3 separate regions of the Ovis aries genome follow, and regions 1 and 2 are each linked to region 3. The links are chromatin contacts, called in public Hi-C maps. All regions are on one chromosome and are shown on one strand. Each heading gives the region's core, a stretch centred on a gene start, on an enhancer-like site or on the middle of the called end of the contact. The rest is flanking DNA. Distances are from core to core; before and after follow the strand shown. Region 1 holds the start of FAM83H (family with sequence similarity 83 member H). Region 2 holds the start of MROH6 (maestro heat like repeat family member 6). Region 3 holds the start of RHPN1 (rhophilin Rho GTPase binding protein 1).

Region 1 (2,814 bases), core at 76-2,575, 260 kb after region 3:
CACTAGGCCACCAGGGAGTGCTCCAGTTTTGTTTCCCATTCAGGTCTGTGATCCATCTTGAGTTGATTTCCATGAAGGGTGTAAGATCTGTGTCCAGATTCACTTTCTTGCGTGTGGACGCCCAGGTGTTCCAGCAACATCTATTAAAGAGACCATCTTGGCTTCACCCATTGCCTTTGCCCCTTTGTCAAAGGTCAGCTGACTGTATTTATAGGGGTCTCTCACGTCTTTGGTGCTGGTATTAGCCTCTTCAGTTCCTCCAGGAAATTGTTCTATTTTGATCACGGTCCTGGTGGGAACGGAGTTTCTCAAGCTCCCCTCTGGCTCTTGCTACGGTAACAGCTCTGCTGGTCAAGAAGCCAGTGTGAGCATTCTGCCAGCAGCCAAGTGACCCTGTCCCAGATGGACCTGGGAATGGTCTGGGGCCAAACCGCTGCCTGTCCCTCAGCCTTCGCTCTGAAAACAGGACCATAATGATGTGGCAGTGCACCTCCGCCTCCCCCCAGGCAGCAGTGTCAGTTCAGATATCATGTCTATAGGCCTCAAAAAGTCTATTCCCGTTTCCCCAGGGCACCGTTGACCCTGACAGAGGCCACCAACTCCTCCGGGGCTGGCAAGGGAATGCCAGCCTGGGGAGAGCTCTTGGAGAGGCTTTGCAGGGCCTCCACCAAGGGCGTCTGGCATTCTCTCCCAGCAGCTGTGAGTCTTTGACCTTGACTTTTGTCTGAAAAGTGGGTGAAAGAATGGTGGCTGATGTCCGATTTCGGGTGGATGGAGCCTGCCCTGCCTCTCGCCCTGGGGTTTCTGCATCCTGACTGTCCCCCTGACTGCTGCCTATGGCGATAGCCTCCTGGCCCCACAGTCCACTGCTGTTGCTCAGCCTCTTCGGTTCTGGGCTCCCATCTCCCATTGACCTGAGGACAGCCCACTGGCCTCCCAGCACCAGCCCAGCCTGCAGAGGGTGAGGTCACGGGTGTTTCTCATTGTTTGATGCAGGGCTCTCCTCTGAACCCTCACAGGGGGAGGCTTAAACAAATAAGCGTTGTTGGGCCGCCGTGGGTCTCTTCCCGGAGCTCACCTGCACCTCCCTGCTCCATCTTCTCAGCCCCTGACGCTCCTTACTGGCCTGGGTGCAGCAAAGGGGGCTTCGGGCGAGGTCATCATGATTCAGAAAGACCGCTCCCGGCGGGCAAGGCGGAAGGAGGCATCCTGGCGCGCATGGCCGGCTGCGGGAGCCGGCAGGTGTGGCCGCTGCCCGGCAGCGCCAGAGCAGAGGGGCGTCGAGCAGGCGGGCGGCGCTGCGCTGCCGCCGCCTCCCGCGCCCCCTGCTGGCGGGATAAACGGAGCGTCCGCAGGGCCTGCATCACTGGGCGTCCAGGCCCGGGGCTGGCGGCCTCCGCACACGCTGCCTCCGCACGCGTGTGAGCTCCCTCCGCGCAGTGCGGGGGTCGTCCGCTTTGCCTGCCCGCAGGTCCTTCTGCCATAGGAGCGGCCGTGTCTCAGCTCGTGGTCTTTGTGAATCAGGAATCCAGGCACAGCTCGGCCAGTGTCTTCTGGGCGTGATAAGCCCCACTTTGACCAGTGGACACGGCAGTGTTTGGGGGCCCTGGAAACTGGTTCAGAACCAGAGCTTAGTCCCCAGTGTCTGCCTGCTGTCCTTCCTCCAGGGCCTGGTAACCCTAGTCAGTGGACCGGGGCCTCTGGGAGGCTGGAAGGCAGATCTGTGCACACCGACGTGGGTCTTGGGCCCTGTCCTGAAGGGACGCTGGCTTCCCTTTCAGCCGCAGGTGCGAATTTGATTCACTGTGATTTCTGCGCTTCTCACCCCGTTACTGGCATCTCATGTCTCTCCCACGGCTAGGGAGCTGGGTGCCAGGTCAAGGACAGAAACGCGACCAAGTATACTGCGTGCACGTGTCGCTAGGGTCTGTTTCCTGGCACCTTCTGGTGCCTGTCAGAGTGTTTATTTTAAAAATATTTATTTATTTGGCTGCGCTCATTTGCTGACTTCTACATTTGATGTCGCTATAAAATGTCCCAGGAGAGCACAGTTGGATTTATTTCCTACTTGGGTGCTTGAATAACGTTTTCCTTAAGGGCCAGCAACTTAAATAGGACGTATCCGATGCCAGCTGTTCTGCTCCCTGGTGTATTCTTTGTCCTTTTTGTCTTAAGATTCATTTCAGAAAATTTTGCGTGTTTTATCTCTAAATACTTTCCCCATCACTAGACTCCACATTCCAGAGACACTAAGTCATTGTCCTCACTGTGCCCTCACCTGCGTGCCCGACTCTGCACCACGCGGGCTTGGTTTCTGGCTGCTCTTGCTGTAGTTGTTGGCCTGCAGAACTGAGAATTGTCTTCCATCTTTTCTGTGATGACTCTAAAATCTGTCTCCTCGTTCCGTTTTTTCCCTCTTGTCTTTGATCCCTTGAATTTCTGTTTTTATTGAGCTCCTCCCCAGCTTGCGGTGCCTGTGGAGAGCAGGCTCCTCTGCTTGTTTTCCCCAGTCTCCTGAATGCCGCATCGTCTGGCAGCGCGTGTACACCTTCTCCCTGCCCTTTCCTTCACGCTGAGCCTGGCAGCTGGGTCCGCTGCTCCTCTGCTCTCTTAGTTCTTGCTCAATCAAGAACACAAGTTGAGCAGTTACTCTCAGGACTCACCGGTTCTATTACTGGACTGTTGCAAAGCCCTGTAGAGTGTGACTGCCATCACCCCATTTAGAGAAAGGGATCCTGAGGCACAGAGAGGTTAGGCGGTCACACATCACAGGGTCAGAGAGTGGCAGGTGGGTGTGAATGCCTCTTCTAGTTC
Region 2 (2,994 bases), core at 3-2,502, 140 kb after region 3:
ATCCCTGAGGAGCAAGACGAGCGGCATCTGTGCAGACCACGTGGGACCCCAACGGGCCAGCAACAAGCCTGGCATCACGAACAGTCACCATGGGGAATGGAACCAGAGATAACTTTCCCTGGGGGCAGACTAACCAGAGCCAGGGGAGTTGGGGGTGCAGAAGCCACCCGGCTTGCTCAGGCGGGCACCCCCAGACAGGGAGAGAGAAGGCCAGGCTGCAGCCAGGAACCAGCAGAGGACCCGAGGTGGGAGGGGCAGCGGGAGGACGAGAGGGAGGAGGGGAGGGGAAAGGCTCCCTCCTCCGTCTGCCTGGGCCAGACTCCACGACCAAGCCGGAAGGGGGAAGGAAGCCGCGTGGGGCCCCGACGATGCGACGCGCGCCTGGTGGGGCGGGGCAAGTTACCGGTCCGGGGCCGGTGAGCAGCGCAGCAGTGCGAACACCACGTCCCGGGAGTGCTCCAGAGCCAGCGCGCTCAACACCCGCAGCGCCGCCCGCCGGGGCCGCCCCTCTGCCAGGTGGGGCACCTGCGCCAGCAGCCCCCGCACGAGCCCATGCACCTGGCATGGGAGGCGGCGGGCGGCGGTCAGGGCTCTGTGAGCCCTGCCCCCGCCAAGCAGGCACAGCTCATCCCGCCCCCCCAAGCCTTGGAGGGGCCGTGGGGAGGGGCCGGGGGCTCACCTGGTCCTCCAGCCTGTGCCCCCGCGCCTCCAGGGCTGAGGACAGGGTGAGCGCTGTCTCCTGGGTTCCCACAAAGCCAGCCTCTTCCAGGCAGGTGGCGGTGTACATGGCCAGGTCTGCGAGGGCCCCCTCCTCCCAGGAGCTCCGGGGAATCTGGGGGTGGAGGGGGGGCATGTGGAGCCCCCTTGTCTCTCTCACACTCTTCCTCCCTCCACAGAGCCTTTCTGCCATCTCCCAGCCCCCTCCCTCGTTACCTCCCCTTCCCCCCAGGCAGCCCTCCTGCTTACCAGCTGGGGCCCCTCGGGGGCTGGCTCCTGGGGAAGGGGCGGGGAGAGGGGCTCACCGCCAGCCGTGGGGATGGTGGTTGCCCTCCCGGGCTCCGCCACGGCAGGTTCAGGTTCAGGCTGGGGCTGAGGGCCTGGGGCAGGGGGTCCCGTGGGCTGCCCCCGGCTGGCCCGGATCCCTTCAGCCAGGGCTGTCAGGGTCAGGGCCCCCACGGGGGCCCCACGGGCAGGGCCCCACATGCCCCCAGCCATGGCCGTGGCACACGCCAAGCTTGTAGCACCTGTTGCTGGTCCTCCCAGGAAGTCGTGCCCAGGTCTGACCTAGAAGCAAGCCCCAGGCAGGCGGGACCAGGCGTGGTGGCGTGTGTGTATGTGTGTGTGTGTAGGGTGGAGGTGGGGAGCCATACAGAGGTGTCTCCAGGTGTGGTACCCGCCGGGGGCTTTGGGAGGGCCCTCCTGCCCAGGCTGCCTGCAGCCTGAGTGTCTGGGGTCCAGTTCTGCCCACCGGGCCCTAGGAAAGGGCCAAGCAAGGTCCCTGGGGGACAGAGGATCTGTCAGGGCAGGGAGTACAAGGGGGTGGTGGCAGGGAGGCGAGCCCTTGACCTGAACGCCAACCCTGCTGGGCAGGGAATCCTGGCAAGCGTGCACAGCTCTTGAGGGTCTGGCCCAGCCCTGAGCTGAGACCTCGCCTGACTCAGCCCTGAAAGGCAGTCGAGTCCCATGCTAGGCCTGGGCTGGGGCTGGGCTGTCCCCTCCGTGTTCCCACCTGACCGGACCTCCGGGAAGGGGATGGTCCGAGAGCTGCCGCCCCCTTTGAACTCAGAGCAGCCCTGGGGGTGGGCCAGCAGAAGAGGAGCTGCCCAGTGCCTCTGGTGCCCTCACAGGTGACTGACATCACTGGATGGGTCACTAGGGGAGGGTCTGGGTCCCAGCACCAGAATGCAAAGCTCAGAAGTGGTGACATGAGGGGGCCTTGGGCCTGGGTGTGTTCTGTTGTGTGCATGCTGGCAGGGGTGTGTGTATCTCTCTCCAAGCCCCCCTCTCCCCAGGAGGCCTGACCAGGCCTTTGTCCCAAATCCCCACTGTCATCCTCACCCAGCAACACAGTGGCCACTGCCCAGCCTGGGCTGGGGGAGCCAGAAGAGCTGGTCCTGCCAAATACCTGAGCAGCGGGAGAGCCCGGGGGCCATCCCCTGGACAGTCAGCATTCCCCCACGCCCTTGCTGGTTCCTCGAGCTGCCCACCTTCTGGACAAGAGACCGAGGCCTTGGCCCCCGTGTCCTGCAGAGCCTTGACACTCTCTCCTGGAACGGAAGCAGGTGGAGACCTGACAAGCCTGCTGCACAGAGGCGGGGCAGCCAGGACTTGGCCGGGTGCCCAGGGCGGGCCCCTGCTCCCTAACTTCCTCCCTGGCTCTGGTCAGGCAGGCCCCACCGCTCCAAGCCTTTCCTGGCACTTCGGGGGCAGCAGCTGGGTCCCCACGACCGAGGCCTGGTCCACACTGTGACACACCAGAGCCAAGAGGGAGCCGGATGGGGGGAGCCCAGGGGCACAGAGGCCCGTGGAGCCTGCCAGTAGCAGCGGCAGGGGACACCCAGGCCTCCCCTTGGGGAGGTGGAGGTATCCCAGCGAGCCTTCCCAGAGGGAATACCAGAGCCCCTCCAGCTGGCGCTTCAACCCCACCCTGTGGCTCCTGCCTCCAGCCACTCCCTCAGCTCTTAGTTGGGCAAAGACCACCCCCCATTCCCTATACCCCTGCCCTGCCCCGATCTGCCCCTAGAGTCCAGCTCCTCAAGCCTTGGACACCCTCCCATAAGCCTTAGCTGACTTCAGGCCTCAGCATAGGGCTGACTCCTGAACCCTGGCCAGCCTGGGGTCTCCCCTGGGAGCATAAACCCTCTCACTAATTCCTGACTCCAGTCCACCCCAGGAAGCCCTGAGGGTCCAGCGAGTGGCAGGCTGGATGAAGAAATGACACATGACAAGTGCAGACAGTGAATGACTCATGTTAATTTCAGGCAGCTCCCAGCA
Region 3 (2,702 bases), core at 14-2,513:
GGCATCTTCCTGGACCAGGGATCAAACCTGTGTCCTCCGCATAGGCAGATGGGTTCCTAGCCACTGCGCCACCAGGGGAGTCCCGGACCTCATGCTTCTGCACCTGGAATTCTGCTTTCTAACTGAGGCCTTATCTGCTGACTTCCCCCTCAGCAGGATGAAGCTTCAGCTTCTCTCACCCACTTCTTCACCCTTCCCCTCTCTCCTCCTCCTAACAGAAACTCCTTATCATGGTCCTCTATGGTCAAGCTGCCAGGACAACCTGAAATACACAGCTAAGTCAGGTCATATTCTGTGTTACATTTTATTTTCCTCGGAGTTAACAATTACCTTATTTTTCTGTTACTATTGTTTCAGATGGCCAGGGTTAGCCAAAGAGCTTAGCTTACAGGATTTAGCTCTGGGGAAAGCCAGGCTCTGGCTTGGCCATTTGGGGAGGGGCCCAGGGCTCTGCACCGAGGCATGGCAGGGACCCTGGGGAGATGGTTACTATGGACAAGGCTGGAAATTTATCAGAACTTGAAGATTTGCTATGGCTACTGCATATGCTCTGGTGTTCCTGCCCCTGCTCTTCGGTGAGGTGAGCCCCACATGAAATCTGAGTGCGTTCCAGAGTTGCCATAACTAGAGAAATTATTAAGGGCCTGGGGTAACTCTGCAGGGAGAGCAGGTTAGGGAGAGTTCGGTTCTGGAGGCAGGCTGGTCCCGGGAGGTAAGTCAGTTCTAGATGTAGGTGGTGAAAGTAAGATGATTCTGGAAGCAGGTTGCCGAGGGGGGTTCTGGAGTGTGGGCTCCAGAGGCAGGTTCCGGAGGAAGGTTCTGGAAGCGGTTTCTGGAAGTGTGACAATGGACGGCACCGCACTGGGGCCACCAGGCCAGAGTCTGGGTCCCCGAGCGGAGACAGAAAAGCGGACCTTAAGGGCTGCACGGGCGCTCGTGCCAGGAAATCCGTTAACAAGCCATCGCGGGTGTTTTCTTCGGACTAGCCCTGCGGAGGCCCCGCCGCCCGGCGGGTGGAACCCCGGCTGCCCCTGGGCTGTGCGCGGCGCCTTGTTTCTCCCTTTTCCGCCGGCCGGCGGTTGCCAGGGGCGACCGCATTCCCCTGGGGCTCCGCGGACACGAGTGGGCAGGGCCTGGCTTCGAGAACCACCTCCCTCACGCTCTGGTTGGCCAGCGCTGCTGTCCGTCGGAGTCGCCGCGGCCGCCGATTGGGCAGCGGGAAGTTTCGCACGCTCGGCGGCCTGCGCCCCGCCCCTCCTGCCGGCGGGGCCGCCACCCCCAGGAGAGGGCAGTGAGGAGTCCGTTGCTCCGGGGGTCCCTGCGCTGGCGACGGCCTCCAGGCGGACGCGGCCCGAGCAGCGGGCGGCGATGGTCCCCGAGGACAGATCGGACGGCCCGGGAGCCGGCGAGGAGAGCGCCCGGCTGCAAGCGGGCCCCATCCGCAAGGTGGGAGCGCTCGGCGGCCGGCGGCCGGCGGCCGGGGGGCGCCGGGAGGTGGGTTCCCAAACCCGGCCGCTCCTGTTGCCCGCTGCCGCGGGCGAGCGCTCGGCTGCGGGATCGGCACTGGTTTCTCGCGCCGCTGGACTCCGGGGCGAAACGTCGCGTAAGGTGGGCTTAACGGTGGGGAACTGGGGCCCCGTGCGGAGCCAGAGCCCGGCCGCTGGACTCCTGTCTAGTGCGTTTGGGGGACGCCTCCTGCGTCGACCGGAGCAGGTCGGAGCGCAAGTCCAGCTTGTGGTTTCTGGGAACAACACTCCAGGACCCTCATCTCTGGCAGGCGCTGGACTCTGGTCAGTGACAGCCCGTGGCCTTCGTGTCTGTTCCTGGCATGTCATTCCCCCTTTCCTAGCTGTTCCCTCTCTCCTAGGGCTGTTCAGCTGTGCCCTGGCCACCCAGCTCTGTGTTTGATGGAACTTTTAGCAACAGGTGGCTGATGCACCCGGGTACAGGAAATGGCTGGAGGATTTCCCAGCAGGTGGTTTCTCCCGCCTCACTTCCCCGCACCTCTGTCCCTTCCTGAAACCCCTGATCCCGCGGGGGCTGTGGACTGTGGACTGTTTCCAGGACTGAAAAGCTGTGCAAGGGAGGAGGGTGGAGACATGTGAGTCTGTGTCTGGGGAGGATTCGTGCTCTGGTTGCCTCACCTTGCAGCCCGGGAGCCTGGCTGTTCCCTGGGAGTCACTGAAAGGCTTCCCAGGGTTTATGCCAGGCCTTGGGCATCCACACACGCGAGAGTTTTCAGGCCGGTGCCGCCAAGCGTAGCTGCACCTGCACCAGGGAGGGTGTGAGGCCTGGCCCCACCAACCATCTTGCAGTCTGTTACCAGGCCTGCGCTGGCCTAGTTCCTGGCACACTTAGCCAGTTCTGGCCACTGCCTCTGCCATTTCCTCCTGGGCTTCTGGGGGATCCATTAGACCAGTGCTGCCAGGGCTGGAGCAGGGAGGGCGTGGGAGAGGCTCGCTGCTCTTCTCCATCAGGTGGGGGTTCTTCCACACATGCACGAGCTGGCAGACCCCTTCACCACCCAGTGTGGAAATGGGGGTGAGCGCCACCCAGCACTGCAAACTGGGCCACAGTCGCACTTCCCGCCAAGTCATGCAGCCAGCCTGCGTCCTGGAGGGAGCGCTGGGGTCACGAGACCATGAGGGGTGCTGGCTGCAGGCCTCAGAGGGAACTATGGTCTCCCGCCTTCAAGCACATCT

Evidence for each region. Hi-C and Micro-C count contacts between places; a contact is called where the count stands out from the background.
Region 1: a contact with region 3 is called in a Hi-C map of hypothalamus, with 2.3 times the contacts expected there. The contact joins the promoter of FAM83H here to the promoter of RHPN1 in region 3. A contact is called at or near these places in 3 of 16 Hi-C or Micro-C datasets (hypothalamus, liver and tail adipose tissue).
Region 2: a contact with region 3 is called in a Hi-C map of hypothalamus, with 3 times the contacts expected there. The contact joins the promoter of MROH6 here to the promoter of RHPN1 in region 3. A contact is called at or near these places in 7 of 16 Hi-C or Micro-C datasets (blood, hypothalamus, liver and 3 more).

The regions. Positions count from the first base shown.
Region 1 is chr9:13,970,429-13,973,242 of ARS-UI_Ramb_v3.0, reverse strand. FAM83H (family with sequence similarity 83 member H) reads right to left here and starts at 1,325. Exons shown (of 7, transcript XM_042253957.2): 1 at 1,079-1,325. All of the region lies in intron 3 of IQANK1 (IQ motif and ankyrin repeat containing 1), which reads left to right.
Region 2 is chr9:14,090,007-14,093,000 of ARS-UI_Ramb_v3.0, reverse strand. It overlaps MROH6 (maestro heat like repeat family member 6), which reads right to left and starts at 1,252. Exons shown (of 14, transcript XM_027973348.2): 1 at 967-1,252; 2 at 680-832; 3 at 404-558. The coding sequence starts at 1,215. It overlaps NAPRT (nicotinate phosphoribosyltransferase), which reads right to left. Exons shown (of 12, transcript XR_006060768.2): 12 at 2,954-2,994.
Region 3 is chr9:14,225,485-14,228,186 of ARS-UI_Ramb_v3.0, reverse strand. RHPN1 (rhophilin Rho GTPase binding protein 1) reads left to right here and starts at 1,263. Exons shown (of 15, transcript XM_042253969.1): 1 at 1,263-1,446. The coding sequence starts at 1,369.